2 separate regions of the Neogale vison genome follow, and region 2 is linked to region 1. A link is a contact called in public Hi-C data. All regions are on one chromosome and are shown on one strand. Each heading gives the region's core, a stretch centred on a gene start, on an enhancer-like site or on the middle of the called end of the contact. The rest is flanking DNA. Distances are from core to core; before and after follow the strand shown.

Region 1 (2,700 bases), core at 100-2,599:
ATGGCCTATTTATCCTAGGACACCTGCCAATCCCTTGGTCACACACACACCTAAAGTCTCAGAGGATATTGGTTTCCGTTCCATCCGCAACATGCCACAGCTGTAGTCCCAGTGTTTGCTTGAAAGCTCAGTCTGAAACCACCAGCTGTCCAGTTCATGCTGAAACCTTGAGACTACTTTGACTCGAGCCTGTGAAGGTCTTGGTGAGTGTTCCTTCCTTTTGGTTCCTGAAGCTCTATCTTTCAATTGACTCAGATCACCAGAACTGTTTACTTGTCTTCTCACAATTTCACTCCACAGACACTCCCCAGGATGTCTGGTCTGACTCAGAGATAAGCTAAGCTACGGAAACTCCTTTGATGGCCAAGGATCGACGGTGCTGATAGCAGTTCAAAAAAATACCCTTAAAAAGTGCATTTCTCAATTCCATACAAACAGTAGCGACCACATGGCAGAACTCTTCTCTGACTCCTTTCCTATGGGTCGTTTTGCTATGCCGTCATTCGTCCTCTTCCTTGTTCCTCTGACAGATTAGGTTGTGAACTTTATGAAAATGGGGACAATATTTACATCTGGGTTTCACAGCAGATGTGAAAACTTGGTACCCAGCAGGTACTCAATAAATGCTCACTGCATAAAAATGCTTCTGAAGATTCTTCATGTAAGTTAGTACATGATGACTTTCTTGTAGCATTTAGTGTCTATGGATGCGCAATTAGGCTAGCTGAACTTCAGGCCGTGAGATTCTGTGAAATTAAAATAAGGTCAGAATGGGGGAGGAGGAGGAGAAGCGCACGGAAAAGGAGGACATCTCAAGGGGCGGGAGCAAATGCAGAAAGCACAGGGTAATATCGAACACGTGGAGGACGTCACTATGCCTGGAGGATTAAAACAGGCGGAAGTAGAAGGTTGGAGCCAGATGCCTGTAGGGGTCTGAGGTCAAAGTCCAGAAGGAAGACCGAACAGGATTTTGGAGACGATGAGAGCAGCCTAGAGCTCCAACAAATGAAAAGCAGGATGAGAGAAGGAAACATATTGTGTCCCCAAAGCTTCCTCTTGTTTATGGGCGCTCCCGTCTCACAGAGGGTAAGCAAAAAGCACAGCCTACGGTTCCACCAAGGCCAAAGGAGTGGAGGAACCCCGCCCCGCCCCGTCACGTGGCCAGAAGTGCCCTTGGCACGTGACCCATCTAGCTCTAGGCCAATCAGCCTCTGCAGGGGCGGGACACCGGTCTGAGGGGCGGGAGCATCAGTCGAGGCCGCTTCTTCTCGCGAGCTTTGCCGCCGTCTCTCTTTAACCGCCCACGGCCCCGGAGCGAAGATCTCGCGAGGCTTGGGCGCTGCGGCGGTAGGAGGAGGACGGAGAAGGACGGAGCCTAGCTGTTGCTGCCTCCCTCGCTCACTCCCTCGCGCACTCGCCCGCCCCCTCCCTCCCTCCCCTCCCTTCCCCGGCCCTGGCCCCGGCCCCGGCTCTGGCCCCGGCCCATTCGCTGTTCGGTCTTCCGCAGGGAGGATGTCGGGCTCGTCGCTTCCCAGCGCCTTGGCCCTCTCGCTGTTGCTGGTCTCTGGCTCCCTCCTCCCAGGGCCAGGCGCCGCTCAGAACGGTAAGCGGGGTGCCGGGGGCGGGCCGGGCGGGGGCCGAGGGACGCCGGCGACCGGAGGAGGCCGTCCCGGGCCCGAGGAGGTGCAGGAGCAAGGGGAAGAGGGCCTGTCGAGAGTATGAAGGGCTGCGCACCCGAGGGGAGATGCGGGTCGGGAGTTCGAAGAGGCGCGGGTGTGAGAACCGAGGCGCCGGTCCGAGAGGTGGGGGCGTCCGTTAGGAGCCTGTGGTGTTGCGGACTTACAGGCTCCACATCGTGGGGCTCGTCGCTGCGAGCCGGGGAGGGGACACTGGGAAGCCGACGTGAGGAGCTGGAGTAGCGGGGGCGGATGAGGAGGGGGCGCAGCATTTAAAGAAGGCGGTAGAATCCAGGTATTTATGTTTAAGGCGACGGGAGTGGTGTCACTAAGGCTTCCCAAGAGGACGGGGGTCCCGGGCACTGGGGTTATCTAGGATTCTACGGGGGCCCTGTGAGACAGCTGACATCCCTAAAAAAAAAAAAAAAAAAAAAGAAAAGGAGACACTGGGGGGAGGGGAGTCCTGAAGAACACTGAGCAGAGTACTAGAGCCCCAAGGAGGGGTAAAGACTCGCGGAACCTTAGATGTGGAGGTGGAGGGAAGGTAGGTGGAAAGCTAAGGTAGTGGGTTGACTGCAGTAAGGGATCTGGAAAGAGAAACAGCTGTGGCTCTCAACGAGATGGGGGAAGAGGGCTGGGTTTGCTAAGGAGGGTGGAGTGTTGGGCATTCTAGGGTAGTGGTTGGGAGAGCAAAAAGGAGTTTCTAAATAAGGAGAGGAAAAAACGAGCAGAGGATGGGGAGAAAGGGTTGAAACTGAGGTAGGGGGAATATTTATTAGAGCAATAAGGGTGCCTGGGTACAGAGATGGGGGTGGGGGAAAGACAAAATAAGGAAAGGGAGTAAAATACAGGAAGCCGGGGGTGTAATGTTAGTTTGCAGTGTAGAGACTATGTTAGGGTCGGGAGGAGCTGAGTTGTGGCGAGTGTTGTATGATACTGTTTAGGGCTTTGGGAAGGCAGAGACACATAACTGGAACTGCAGGGGTGGGACTGAATCTGAAGACAGGGAGATGGAGGCAGTGGG
Region 2 (2,700 bases), core at 127-2,626, 53 kb before region 1:
AGCCACCTCTGCCTCCCTTCTAGCTCTTCTTTTAGAGCCCTGGGAAGTTAGTGAGAGGGGGCGGCTTCCCTGAGCCTTTTCTTTGGGGAGACATGCTCCCTACTCTGGCACTGCCATTCTTGGGTAAGTGGGTGCTCTGGGCACTAGCAAAGCAGGAACACTCAAAAAACGTAAAAACCAAACAGTCTTGATACAACGCTGACTGGATATAGCACCCATTAAAGGCTTCTTGCATTTAGAAAAATAGTATTTTTACTGCGAATTACAGGGAAAGGCTATCATGATCTTTCCCGTGTGTAGAGGTCTCTAAAGGTCTTATGCTGGCCCTGGATCTCTCGCTGCAACCACATGTCCCAGGCCGCTCTCCAACTGGTGTCCCTTATAGGGGGCATTTAGGAATGTAACCCAAGGAATCACCCAAAGCGCTTCAGAGAAATCAGAGCAGCCACAACCAGAGTTGCTCCTCCCTATGACCAGCAGGTGGCACCAGACACTCAGCTTTGTCTTCACCTACGGCAGAGGAAGGCAGTCCTGCCCTCTGCCAGGGGCTGGTAAGGATTTAAAATAGGATGAGGACGTTGTTATTAAAAATAATGCCGTTATTGAATGCTGACTCTGTGCCAAGAGCTGTGTGGGAAGAGTTACATCATTTATCCAACATGGTTACTGAGCAGCTACTATGTGGCTGGAACCAGTCCTGTCACTGAGGACAGACCCTGCTCTTTGAGCAGAGCGGACAAGAAGCAGATGAATGTACAACATGTCAGGCAGAGGTAAAGGCCAGGAAGCAGCATGACAAAGTAAGGTCGAGGGTAGGGAGAAGTGGTGTGCTGTGTTACACAAGGTAGCCAAAAAAACTTTGCTGAGGAGGTGACATCAGAGCAAAGACCTGAATGAAATAAAGGATCAAGTCATGCCTATGTGTGGGCACAGAAAGTTCCAGGCAGAGGGAACAGTACATGCAAAGGCCCTCAGGAGGGAGCATGCACACTGTGTGTTCAAGATACACATTATCACAGTAAGTGCTCACATGACCAAATTATAGTAGAGGAGATGGGTTAAGAAATGCAGAGTAAGTTGCCTATGGAAACCCGGTAGAAATGAGTGGACAGGCAACAGGGGACAGTGGGAGGACGTTGGCCAAAACCCTCCCCATCCCTGCTACACAAAAGGGCTCGGCAGGAGCCCTGCTGGGAATGGGTGCCCCCCCCTCCCTCCAGCCCCCACACTGCTCCCCTCACCTGTGACGCAGACCCACAGCGCTGCCAGGGCCGTGGCCAAGGGCACACGCATGCCCACACCCGCGCTGGCCCGGCAACACAGCATCTTCCCAAGAGGCAGCTGACAGCTGGGCTCTCCGTGGTGGAAGGCTGCCCCTGCCTGTGAGGAAGAGGAAGTGAGGCCTTTGTCTCCAAGGGTCTTCCCCAGGCCCGCCTTCACTTCATCCCCGCCCCCTAACCAGCTCAGGGAAGTCTGCAACCGCCCAGTGGCGGGTCCTCCCTTCCACACTCTACAAGGCTCCCCACTGAGGGCTTTTTTTTTTTTTTTTTTTTGAGACATGCTGGCAGGAGGGAACTGAGTCACTGGGGAGGTTAGACCAGGGCACACTGGGCAGGGGGCAGCTGGGACCCACCCCTTCAGAACTGAGATGTTGGTACAACATACGAGGAAGATGAGGCAAGGTGGCAAGTAGAGGCAAGGCTGGCCGGCCCAGGGCAAGAATGTGCGCAGATCAGTTTGCTCAGTTTGACTCCAGACGCCAGCTGGTGGGGAGAGTAAAGGCTGAGGCGGGAGCCAGACGGAAAGACAAGCTGAAAGGTCTGAAGCTTATCCTGAAGGTAACTGGGAGCCTCTGACAGTTCTGGAACAGGAGAAAGGATATGGTCGGAGCTGTGCTCCATAAAGACGACTGTTAGCATCTGCAGGATACAGGAGAAGAGATAAAGCAGGTCTGGGTGAGAACAACAGCGTTGGAGGGCGTGGGGAGAGAGGAAGGGGGCAGTCAGGCCAGCGGAGGTTTTGAGCCTCATGAGAGGGATGGGCAGTCACTGAGACAGAACATGGAGGTGGTCAGTGTTGCACGTGTGAAGTTAGCAGTGTTTGTGCAGACACCTCCCGGAGAGAGTACTAGGAGGCAGCTGGTATCAGGGGATGGGGCCCAAGAAAGAGCACACTTGCTAATCGGACACTCAGAGGCCAGGTCTGGGGCGAACACCAGAGGCTGGAGTGAGGCTGAGTGAGAGGCCGTAGAGGAGACCTCCCTGGGCCCAGCCCTGCTCCTGATCCTGGCTGCCCCCTCACGGTGTCTGACCCGGGGGGCTGAACCCACCTTCACCCCATCCCATAGCTGCTGTCTGATTGTTCCCATGTCCCAGGGAAGCCACATAAGCAGTGTGGACTTAGCTATCCAGCACTGTTCAACAAGAACAAGGTCGAGGGTGCTTGGATGCTTAGTGGGTTAAAGCCTCTGCCTTTGGATCAGGTCATGATCCCAGGATCCTGGGATAGAGCCCCACATCAGGCTCTCTGCTCAGCAGGGAACCTCTCTCTGCCTTCCTCTCTGCCTACTTGTGATCTCTGTCAAATAAATAAATAAATAAATAAATAAAATCTTTAAAAAAACAAAACAAAACAAAACACAGTTGAGTTGACGTTTTCACAACCACCCAGGGAGACAGCCAGATCCACTCAGTCCCATTT

Evidence for each region. Hi-C and Micro-C count contacts between places; a contact is called where the count stands out from the background.
Region 2: a Hi-C map of muscle shows a contact between it and region 1, with 5 times the contacts expected there. The contact joins the enhancer-like site here to the promoter of NPTN in region 1. A contact is called at or near these places in 2 of 3 Hi-C or Micro-C datasets (fibroblasts and muscle).

Annotation. Positions count from the first base shown.
Region 1 is chr13:116,014,747-116,017,446 of ASM_NN_V1, reverse strand. It overlaps NPTN (neuroplastin), which reads left to right and starts at 1,349. Exons shown (of 9, transcript XM_044231797.1): 1 at 1,349-1,603. The coding sequence starts at 1,513.
Region 2 is chr13:116,067,562-116,070,261 of ASM_NN_V1, reverse strand. CD276 (CD276 antigen) reads right to left here. Exons shown (of 10, transcript XM_044229623.1): 2 at 1,242-1,380. The coding sequence starts at 1,326. Among named protein-coding and RNA genes, the nearest start is that of CD276, 13 kb to the right of the region's middle. Within about 2 kb of position 1,376, the one cell type or tissue checked has open chromatin away from gene starts, as enhancers often do. A contact at or near this core is called in fibroblasts, where this site is marked.